2 separate regions of the Sus scrofa genome follow, and region 1 is linked to region 2. The links are chromatin contacts, called in public HiChIP or PLAC-seq maps. All regions are on one chromosome and are shown on one strand. The core of a region is the stretch at or near the end of the contact, and the rest is flanking DNA. Distances in the headings are between cores, read along the strand shown. Region 1 has its middle 16 kb from the start of NCF2. Region 2 holds the start of SHCBP1L (testicular spindle-associated protein SHCBP1L).

The links. HiChIP or PLAC-seq counts read pairs in DNA pulled down with a chosen protein or histone mark.
Region 1: a contact with region 2 is called in an H3K27ac HiChIP or PLAC-seq map of skeletal muscle, with 3 times the contacts expected there. The contact joins the enhancer-like site here to the promoter of SHCBP1L in region 2. A contact is called at or near these places in 6 of 47 Hi-C or Micro-C datasets (embryonic fibroblasts, epiblast stem cells, heart right ventricle and 3 more) and 1 of 2 datasets of contacts at active chromatin or transcription factors (skeletal muscle).

Annotation. Positions count from the first base shown.
Region 1 is chr9:124,820,619-124,826,571 of Sscrofa11.1, forward strand. No RefSeq gene overlaps it. Among named protein-coding and RNA genes, the nearest start is that of NCF2, 16 kb to the left of the region's middle. Within about 2 kb of position 2,538, at least 38 of the 83 cell types and tissues checked have an H3K27ac peak or open chromatin away from gene starts, as enhancers often do. A contact at or near this core is called in omental adipose tissue, retroperitoneal adipose tissue and skeletal muscle, where this site is marked.
Region 2 is chr9:124,220,154-124,225,606 of Sscrofa11.1, forward strand. It overlaps SHCBP1L (testicular spindle-associated protein SHCBP1L), which reads right to left and starts at 1,697. Exons shown (of 10, transcript XM_021063784.1): 1 at 963-1,697. The coding sequence starts at 1,367.

The DNA.
Region 1 (5,953 bases), core at 1,288-3,787, 600 kb after region 2:
GAGTTAAGGACCTCAAGTTGCTGCAGCTGTGGTATAGGTCACAGCTGTGGCTCAGATCTAATCCCTGGTTGGGGAACTCCATATGCCTCTGGGTGGCAAAAGGAAAAAAAAAAAAAAAAAGAGGCAAAGAGAAATTGCCACTTCGGAAGCATCTCACCTATTCTGGATACAGTTTGGCAATGTTCTTCTTTGCCACAATCCAAAGGAGGTCAAAGATTTCCCCCCTAATTAACAAACAAACAACACAACAACTAAACCTTTTTTTTTCCCCAAGGAACGATGCTTTCCTGCTTAGGGGCAGGGCAGGATTTGACGATGGGAATTCCCCTCCTATCTTTCTTTCTTTCTTTCTTTACTTTTTTGTCTTTCTAGGGCTGTACCTGTGGCATATGGAGGTTCCCAGGCTAGGGGTCCAATCGGAGCTCTAACCAAAAATAGCCAGAAATGTAACAACTGTCTGGGAAATTTGGATTTGGAATCCCTGGCATAGCCCTGTGTTCTTCCTTCGTCAGCTGTGGTGCTTGTGCCTCGGGGAGCTGGCCCCGGGGCCCCAGTCTCCAGCATTTTCAGCTGAAAGAAACTGGCCCCACAGCCCCATCCGTCCCCTTTGCCATTGCCCTGGGCCGTACTTCTCTCATCCCATGGAGCCATAGGAGGGTCCAAAATTCTTCTCTGGCTCGGGCTAGGGCACCTTGACAGAGAGGCAGGCAGGGAGCAGATTGTCCCTGCAGGTGGGACCGAGGATCTGGTGACCTCTAGCTTTCCTGAGATGATGCGTGAAATGATGGACTGCTGAGGTCATCTGCCAAAGTCAAACTCTTAAACAATTAGATTTTCTTCTGCCTGGGGAAGAAGCAGGTGAATCCCTGCTCCCTGGGACTTTCATTTTAACTCTGGAAACATCTGTGTCATCTGCGAAGCTCCCACAAAGCTGTTTTCAGGCCTCAAGCAGAGATGTCTCAGACATCCGTTCACCCTGGATTCCGCTCCTAGCATCGCTATGGCAACCTGGGTACCAGCTGGAAGAACCAAAACTCAGCAGGGCCCTGCTTATCAGGTCTGAGGAAAAGCACTGAACAGGTGACAAACAGGAAGCGTCATTTTGCAGAGGGCTTTTTTTTTTTTTCTTTCAAGATGGAGTTTCGGGGAATAAAACAATTCAGTAGACCATGAATAAGTAGCTTTAAAAATCAGATGCTTTTGCTCAGTTCTGGGACAATGATTAACAAATTGGCTCTTGGTTCTGTTTTGAAGTCAAATGTTCATGTTTTAAATTTAGCAGCTCAAAGGCCAGCAAATTCACTTTCTTTTTGTTCAGGCAATAAAGTCACAATGCTGTCCCCGCGAACCAGCTGCTTTTTGAAATTACCTTGTGATCATTTTATTTTCAATTTTGTACTTGTTGTTTTAACTGAGAAAGGGAAATGGAATATTGAAATCCAAGATGGATATCAAGCTTAGGTAAGTCCTTAAATAATTACAAAGCCCCAATCCCCGTACTCTAGTGTCCTCTTAAGCAAGGGCTGGCTCAGGATTCTTGCCCTGGAGTTCCCTGGTGGCCTGATGGGTGGGGAAGCCAGTGTTGTCGCTGCCATGGCTGGGGTTGCTGACGTGGTGTGGGTGTGATTCCTGGCCCCGTGGAGGGATGGGGAGGGTGCACGGAGAGTGCGCAGCCAAAAACAAAAAAAAAAAAAAAGAGAGAGAGAGAGAGAGAAAGATGCTTGCCCTGAAAAACCCTACATGTGACTCTGGAGAGATAAGCTGAGCCAGAGTAAAACAATAGAGACAGGACCAATTCATATGAAAGTATACTCTACACCATTCCCAGAAGATGAAAATGGCTCCTGCTTAAGTTCTTCAAATTTTGAACAAATGTATTCAAATGAATTCTGCCTTCTTTCAGAATTAAAGTGTTTCAGCAGATTGGCTGTTCCAACCTGATGTTCGTACTCCATGAACCAAAGGGATTCCTTTTTCATTTTTGGCTGTCTTTCAGCCACCTGGCTTTCTGTAAGATTTTCTGTGCTTCTTATAATGTGTGAAGCTATGACACCTGTCTAGGCCTCCAGTGATTCTTCTGGGTCCAGGTTGCAAAATCTCGAGCCAGCACTTGATTGGTTATGATGACTGCTCTTGCTCCAGCAATGATTTCCCAACCGTTCAAGCACCCGCGGTGGGGCTTCTGCACTTTGGCTGATTACTCCATGCATCCGTTCACCATGAACCCCTTTGGGGAGATAAACCATAGCATCATAGGTTCATTTGTTCCTGTGAACTTGAAAAAGTCGATCCCTGAGTCCAGCTCTTAGAACTGAACCCCCCATTTCCTGAGTGAACACAGGGGACATTTCTGCTTCTTTTGGAGGCCAGGGTTAGGCTGGGGTGTGGGGAGGGGAGGGAGTGAAGGGGCCCAGGTGCCCAGGTGGTGGTCCAGGCTACAGAAGCCCTTCTTCATAGCATCTCTCTTTGCTTGACCTATAGCCACCCACAGGGAGCACTCGATGAACTGAAGCCTCTCTCCCTCAGCCGGTTCCTGGGTGTCCCCTGAGTCACATTCAGCAATGAGGAAGTGAAAAGCACTGTGAAATGAGCCTCATTGTCATGTGGCTCTCTTTTCCTAATTTGGTCTGGCAGGCCTGGGCACGGGGGCCTGGGAAACATCTTTCTTGGCAAGGGCAGAGGGGAAATCTAGTACCTTCTAATTTTCCCATTTGGTGTCTGAGCTGACATTCTGGATGAAAATCTCCAGAGGACAAGAGCTGAGCCCTAACTATCACCCCCCCCCCTTATCTGTCTTCATTAGGGCACCTACGTGATCTCTACGCTTGGAAAATTCCTCTTTGTGATAAGGGTGATACAGAACACGGGCCAAAGCATCCACTCCCCAACTCGTACTCTGGGGGCAAATAGTCACTTTCCCACTAAGAGAACTATGAAAAAAAAAAAAAAGTCTGTATTTTTCCAAGCTTTCTATTTTTAGTTCTCTTTTTCTGCTAGTGGCAGAAAATATAATCTTATTCAGTTCCAGGCATACTCAGTTTAAACCTCTTCAAGCTCCTGTACTCTGAAATTTCCAAACTTTTGCAGGGCTCTGTCATTTTCCCCCTTTGGAGCTAGCTGCTCCTGGGAGATGATGGCCCCTCTGTGCCCCTCCTCTGAGCCCCCATCCAACTGGCTTCTCTTCCTTTATCTCCTCGGGGCTGGGGAGCAGGGGAGGGGGTGTTGGAAAGGGGAAGGTGTCAGAGGGCAGAGGAGACTGGCTCGGCAAATATCCTCCATCCCTCTGCCCCACCTTCTAGGGTTACATAAGGACCATTGCTTTGCTTTTTTTTTTTTTTTTTTTGCATATGAAGGTTCCCAGGCTAGGGGTTGAATCAGAGTGTAGCCACTGGCCTACACCACAGCCACAGCAACACCAGATCCGAGTCATGCCTGAGACCTACACCACAGATTATGGCAATGCCGGATCCTTATTCCACTGAGCAAGGCCAGGGATTGAACCTGTCTCCTCATGGATACTAGTCAGATTCATTTCTGCTGAGCCATGATGGGAACTCCCATTATCAAATTTAAAAGCCAGCACCTCCTAGAGTAATGAAAATAAAAACAAAAATAAATACATGGGACCTAATTAAACTTAAAAGTTTTTGCACCCCAGAGAAAAACACAAACAAAATGAAAAGATAACCCACAAAATGGGAGAAAATATTTGCAAATGAAGCAACAGACAAGGGATTAATCTCCAAAATATACAAACAACTCATGAACTCAATGTCAAAAAAATAAACATCCCAATCAAAAAAATGAGCAGAAGACCTAAATAGATATTTCTCCAAAGAAGACATACAGAGTGCAAAAAAAAAAAAAAGATGTTCAACACCACTAATTATTAGAGAAATGCAAATCAAAACTGCTATAAGATACCACTTTACACTAGTCAGACTGGACATCATCAAAAAGTCTACAAACAATAAATCCTGGAGAGGTGTGGAGAAAAGGGAACCCTCCTACACTCAACAGGGATGTACACTGGTACAACCACTATGGAAAACAGTATGGAGGTCCCTCAAAAAACTAAAATAGAACTACCGTATGATCCAGCAATCCTGCTTCTGGGCATCTGTTTGGAGAAAACCCTAATTCGAAAAGACAAGGCACCCTAATGTACATTGCAACTACTACAATAGCCAAGACATGGAAGCAACCTAAATGTCCCTTGACAGATGAATGGATCAAGCAGATGTGGTACATATATACAGTGGACTATTACTCAGCCATGAAAAGGAATGAAATAATGCCGTTTGTAGCAACATGGATGGACCTAGAGATTATCATACAAAGTGAAATTAAACAGTGAAAGACAAACATCATATGATATCACTTACATGTGGAATCTAAAAAAAAGGATATAAATGAACATATTTGCAGAACAGAAATAGACTCACAGACTTTGAGAACAAACTTGTGGTTACCAAAGGGGACAGGTGGTGGGAGAAGGGACGGACTTTGGGAGGGGCCCATGCACACTGACTGGCCAATGGGGACCTGCTGTGTCGCACAGAGAACTCTACCCAGTATTCTGTGACAATCCATGTGGAAAAAGAATCTGAAAAAGAATGAATATGTGCACATCGTGTAAAACTGAACCACTTTGTGGAAATTATGACCACCCTGTGATTCAACTCTACTCCAATAAAATTAAAAAAAAAAAAAAAAAAAGCCAACAGTGTGTTGCCTTTCTTCCCTGGCTCCACCATGACCATTCTCCTCTGAGATGAATGGCAGCCTCCTGTTTCTCCCTAGAAGGTCATAAAATGAAAGGGAGGGTGTGGGGGGGCGGGGGGAGAATCTTCAGAACACTTCGCACTGTTACATAATCATAGGTTGGACTCACAGAGAAGCTCTTCTAAAAGCTCCACCCCTTCGACTGTTTTTTTTTTTAATGATTTTAATTTTTTTCCATTATAGCTGGCTTATGGTGTTCTGTCAATTTTCTTTTCTTTTTTTAAAAATCTTTTGTCTTTTTTTAGGGCCACACCTGCAGTATATGGAGGTTCCCAGGCTAGGGGTCCAATCGGAGCTGTAGCTGCTGGCCTACACCACAGCCATAGCAACACCAGATCCAAGCCACAGCTCACAGCTCACAGCAACGCCGAATCCATAACCCACTGAGTGAGGCCAGGGATGGAACCCACAACCTCATGGTTCCTAGTCGGATTTGTTTCTGCTGTGCCACAGGGACTCCTGATCTGTCAGTTTTCTACTGTACAGCAAGGTGCATTTCTACTGTTGACTCTCAACAATGGATGCTCCATTGCTGAACAAAGGGCTCGGCTAGCACCAGGGGCTCACGTGGTCCAGGCTGGGACTCAGCGTGGAGGCCCACAGGTCCCTGTGCCCCCAGCATCCTGAGGAGAGGTGCACGAACAGCCAGATGCCGCCGGACCCTGTGGCCTATTGCCCCTCCCTTCCTTTTTCTTCTCTTGCATGTTCCCCTTTGATGCTCCTCCCCGCCACCCGCCCCATGCCTTCCTCTCTCTTTTGAAATATAACTTATATGTAGTAAAATGCACACATGTTAAGTGAATTATTACCTGTGTATGCCATCACCACCAGTGTGCTCCCTTTTCAAGGGAGCTCATGAGGGTAGTCTTGGAACTGGAACAAATACAGCCTGGATCTGTGCACAAAATGGTCAGACTTTGGATGCCCAGCTATTTTTAAGGGTTTCTGGCTTTGAGATTCTTCAGTTCCCCCTGAAGATTTCTGGGCTAGAAAAGCTTCAGGAAGGACCCTTCCCAGACCCGAGGCCCTGCAGTGTCCCCTCCCCCTCTGGGGAAGGAATTTGTCACCCAATGGCCCCTGCCGCTTCCTGATGGGAGTATCGTGGGTCAGCTCCGGGAGCATCCATCACGTGAATGTCCTACCCTGGATGAGAAGCCATGTCTTGTGG
Region 2 (5,453 bases), core at 447-2,946:
CCTAGCCTGGGGACTTCCATATGCCACATGTGAGGCCTTAAAACGCAAAAAATAAAAAAGTTAGAAATATACAATATTTGCTCTATTTTCTTTACAAAGCCTCATTCCACATCCTAGACTGATGTCTGGGAATGATTCTTAAAGTGTAAACGTTTTTAGTATTGTGTAAAAGTCAAGGCTAAATAATCTTATCCTTCTGTTTGGGCACACTTTTTTTTTTTTTTTTTTTTTTTTGATCTTTTAGGGCTACACTTGCGGCATATGGAAGTTCCCAGGCTAGGGGCTGAATTGGAGCTAGAGCTGTTGGCTTATGCCACAGCCACTGCAACGCTGGTGCCTTAACCCACTGAGCTAGGCCAGGGATAGAACCTGCATCTTCATGGATACTAGAAAAGTTCCTTACCGCTGAGCCACAGCAGGAACTCCCTGGGCACTGATTGTTATATGAAAACAAGATGCCTACCTGGGCACTAATAAGGTCTATCTATCTTCAACCATCGGAAAACCAGAGAATTATTCTATCAAAACTGTCCCCTTAACTGATATATCGTCTGTTTGAAGGAAAATCTAATTGTAACTCTTTTAACAGGGTCTGGATACCTCTAACAAAGTGAAATCCCTATAAATGTTTAGCACATGTATTTTGTTGAAATGCAAGCTTTTCTTTCTTTCTTTCTTTTTTTTTTTTCTTTTTTTTTTTGCCACTCTGCGGCATATTGGAGCTCCAGGGTCAAGGATGAGATCCAAGCCGCAACCGCGGCAATGCAGGATGCTGTGCCCGCTGTGCGGGACAGGGGACGCAACCCGCGTCCCAGCGCTCCCAAGAGGCTGCCCATCCTGTCGCGCCACAGCGGGAGCTCTGAAATGTAGGCTTTCTTTGTGCCCTCGGTACCCCATCACCACAAAAGGAAGCCCCGAGTCCGTCTAGGCTGGATTCCCGCCCTTCTCCGTCTCCTTCTCACCTTGCAGTCCTGCAGGATCCCGTCGCAATACAGCGCCACCTTCTCGTCCCGCCACATCCCCCTCGTAGGGGACACGCAGACTGGGGGCAGCGGCTGCGCCTCTTCGTCATCCTCCTCCAGCACCGACAGAAGGGGCTCCTCCTTCTCGTCGGGCCCCTCCCCCGGGCCCTCGGCCTGAGAGACCGACAGGAGCTGGAGTCGCCGCCGGGCCGCCTCCCGGCCCGCTTTCCCCTTCACGCGACGAGGGGAGGCCACCACCGACCGCACCGGGGACACGACGCTCTTCAGGGTCCCTGCCGCCTCCAACTCCCCAGTGGGCGCGGAGACAGTCTTCTCGCCTCGCCGGCCGGGGCTGACGGTTCGGACCGAGTCTTCAGGCACCGCGGGCCTGGGTCCCGACGCCATGGCCGCAGCACCCTGACGGCCAGCGGCGGCCGTTGGCCACTTCTCCCGCCCGGACGGCGCGGGCCAATGGGCGAGCAGAGGCCTCAGGGCCCGCAACGTGCGCGGCGGCGGCTCGCGGGGATCCCGCTGCGGCGTGGGGCGCTCGGCGCGGCCCGTGTCCGAAGGGGTTCTGGAGGTTGAGGTGAGTAGGGCTGCTGCGGGGCGGGCGCGACGGGGCGGGGCGGAAGGAAGGTTCTGGAAGAGTTGGACCGCGTGGCCTGAGGCGGGGGAGGGGCGCCACTGCTCTGGGAGTCCGCCCCCCGGCTGCTGGCTCTGACCTCACCCCGCTCGCCTCAGAACTCTCCAGAAACAGAATTGCCTCCTCGGGGAGGGTTGCCATGGGCTCCTCAGGCGTTTTCAGGGTGACCCTGAGTCGCCCTCCGGGTCCTCAGGTCCGAACAAGCGGAGGCAGCACCCAACCCTCCAGCACACCCATGGCCGCACAGACACAGCCTGAAAGAAAATTTATTGGTAAACTGGGTGGCGATGATAACTGGAACTTTCTGGTGATTACTAGAGGAACTTCGTGGGGAGTCCGGAGACCTCGGTTTCCCGCAGCATCTGCACAGGGTTCCCAAAATAAAATTTCTTTGACATTTTAAGCAAGACAGTTTCTGCCAAGAAGGGTAAGGTAGTCTATTTTCATGTCCCTTTGTGCTGCTGAAAATTCTCACGTGAGAGACTATATTATGTAACTGTGAAGCTGGGCGCTCGTGTCCAGCTGAGAGTAATGTGCGCGAACTGTGAACACTTTCACAGTAAAAGTCTACTCCACGGAATACAATTTGGACGGCAGGGACCACTCGTTTCTGTTTTTTTTTTTTTTTTTTTTTTTTTTGCTATTGAACCTAAGCGGAGCCAATTGGAATAACTTTTGTTTATAGTCCAGCTGTGAAGTACTGCACTGGGGCTGACAGCTCCCACGGAGAGAAACAGCATTGGGAAAACACCTGCCTGCCTTCACCCTCATCTGGAAGGACATTGTGTTAAATTTGGAGTTTATTTTGAGGAAAATATTAGGATTAATATCGTGTTACTCTAGCTCAGGGAATAATTACAACATTCATCATGTTTGACTCTTAAGTTTATTACTTTCTTTTTTTTTTTTTTTCTTTTTAGGGCCGTAGCTGCAGCTATGGAAGCTTCCAGGCTAGGGGTGAAATTGGAGCTACAGCTGCTGGCCGACACTCGACAGCAATGCCAGATCCCAGCCATCTCTCGCCACCTACACCAGGGCTCATGGCAGTGTTGACTAAGCTGGGCCAGGGATGGAAACTGCATCCTCATGGATACTAGTCAGGTTCATAACCCGCTGAGCCTCCAAGTTTATTCCTTAAAGTTGATTCCTCTAAGTTTATTCCTTCCTCTAAACTTCCTCTAAGTTTATTCCTTTTGTCAGAAGTCCTGGATTTTTTTTTAATGATTCTCTAATTATAGATTTCATTTACCACAAGTGGATAGTTTACACCAGCATTCTTCAGAACGTTGGTTTTAATAAATTTTGTATTTTTTTTAAATTCCAAGGTTCAGAATAATAGAGACCACTTGTCTTAGTCTAAAGTTTAAAAACAACAGCTGCCTCCCAGGGGAAGGAAGGAAGAAAGGGAGGGAGAGAGGAAGGGAGGGAAGGGAAAAGAAAACAAGTATTTGTAAGGGAGCTGCTATGTGCCAGGCAATGCATAGATACCGAAGTTCTAGACATAAAATACAAAATTCTGTTCTCATAATCCTAGTGAAGGGGACAAATGGGTAAATAGGTGATAGAATTTGGTAAAAACTATGATAAAAACTTATATATACGCACACACATCTATGTTTTAATATATGTGTGTTCCCCACTTTGTGAGAAGAACTGACTTTCCTTCTCAGAAGAAGTGATGCTTAAGCCGAATCTTGGTTATGAAAGCAGTGTCTGTTCCCTGACCCTTTAAAATGGAGCCAGGAGGCCATTGAGGTGGACCTCGCTCGTGTCCTCTCTGGTGGACCATAAACTCTTGAACCAGGCCGAACCACAAATACATTGGACCTTGAGCAGTGTGGGATTTTAGGGTAACAAGGCCCACACAATCAAAAATCCACATATACCTTTACAGCTGGCCCTCTGTCTCTGCAGTTTTGCATCCACAGATTTAACAAGCCAATGGAAGCCTTTGTAATGCACAATGCCCTTTTTTGTCTTTTTCCCCCCTTTTTCCATTTTTTGCCCCTGACTTTTGCTCCCTGATGGGACACTGTTTGGGTTGCAATTCTATGTAATTCTTTGATCCCAAGTAAATATTTTTTGCCTGATTATTGCCTCCTAGGTTAATTTAGATTGACAGAGTCACCTTCCTTTCCTCCTAGTGTTGACTATAGATGCAAAGTTGGGCTCAGAATTAAGAGAAACTGAAGGGTCCCATGCTGCAAAACCTCTGTCTTACAAAAAGGAGAGAGGAAAAACAGTTCATCATTTTACAGGTATGCTGGTCTGGTATTAGGTACTAGGGATATGGCAAAACACACAGAAATCTCTGAGCTTACATACTGGTTGGGAGACAGACAATAAACATGGTTTTTTTCTTTGTTTTGTTTTTGTTTTTTAGTAGGCCTGCACGTGCAACATATGGAAGTTCTCAGGCTAGGAACTGAGTTGGAACTGCAGCTGGAGCCTACACCACAGCCAAAGCAATGTGGGATCCAAGCCACATCTGCAATCTACACCACAACTCACAGCAGTGCCGGGTCCTTAACCCACTGAGGTAGGCCAGAGATTGAACCTGCATCCTCATGGATACTACTGGGATTTGTTACCACTGAGCCTCAACAGAACTGTCTAAACATGTTTTTTTAAGAGAAATAAAATTCTTCGGAGAAATGAAAATATACATCCTCATAAAAACTTGTACACGAGTGTTCATAGCAGCATTATTTATAATATCCAAAAAAGTAGAAAGAACGCAAATATCCATCAGCTGATAAACAGAAAAGGAAATGTGGTTATTTGGCCACGGAAAGAAATGAAGTACTGATACACACTACAACATGGAAGAACCTTGAAAACATGCTACGAGAATAGAGTTGGTTACTAGAGTCTGCGTAACAACATGATTCCACTTATATGAAATGCCAGAATAGGCAAAGCTATCGAGAGAGGAAGTAGTTAGTGGTTGCTTAGGAGTGAGGACAGTGGGATGGTTTGAGGGAAAATGGCGACTGACTGCCAGAAGTCAGGGTTCAGAAGTTTTTTGGGAAACAGAGGTGTACTAGCGTTGATCATTATGTTGGCTCTACAACACTGAGAATAATACTAAAAACCACTGCATTGTGGACTTTAAATGAGTGAAGTGTGTGGTATGTGAATTACATCTCAATTCAAAAAAGTAAAATTTATAGTGCATTCATTGATGCTAAGTACTATGGAGAATGTTAAAAAAAAATAAAGGGGAAAGGAGTTCCCATCATGGCTCAGCAGAAACAAATCTGACTAGCATCCTTGAGGTTGTGGGTTTGATCCCTGGCCTTGCTCAGTGGGTTAAGGATCCAGCGCTGCCATGGCTGTGGTGTAGGCCAGTAGCTGTAGATCTGATTCGACCCCTAGCCTGGGAACCTCCATATGCCGCAGGTGTGGCCCTAAATAAATAAATAAATAAAAGGGAAGGGCATGGGCAGGGCAGGGATGGTGGAGTTTGGGAGGGTGGGCTGGGATACAATTATTATACAGAGTAGGAGGGCAGGTAGGTCTCACAACAGTTTACTCCTAAGTAAAGATTTAAAGGAGGTCAAGAGGAAAACCTTCTGACTCTGACAGCTGCAGAGAAAGGAAAGTTTTTTCCATCACCCAGGCATTGTTAGGAGATAAGTCTGTTATAGAGATCCAGGTAAATAGGGAGTAACTGCAGTTTTAGAAAGTTCTTAATACTGCTAGCATATCATTTTCACATTTTTCTACCTGATAAGCATTTAAATAAAGCTTGCATTGGTCAGAAAACACTAAATGAGTGCATCTGAGGATATAGGAATTTTAGAAGTTTCATGTGGTGGAGATTTGGTTTTTGTTGTTTTGGAGGT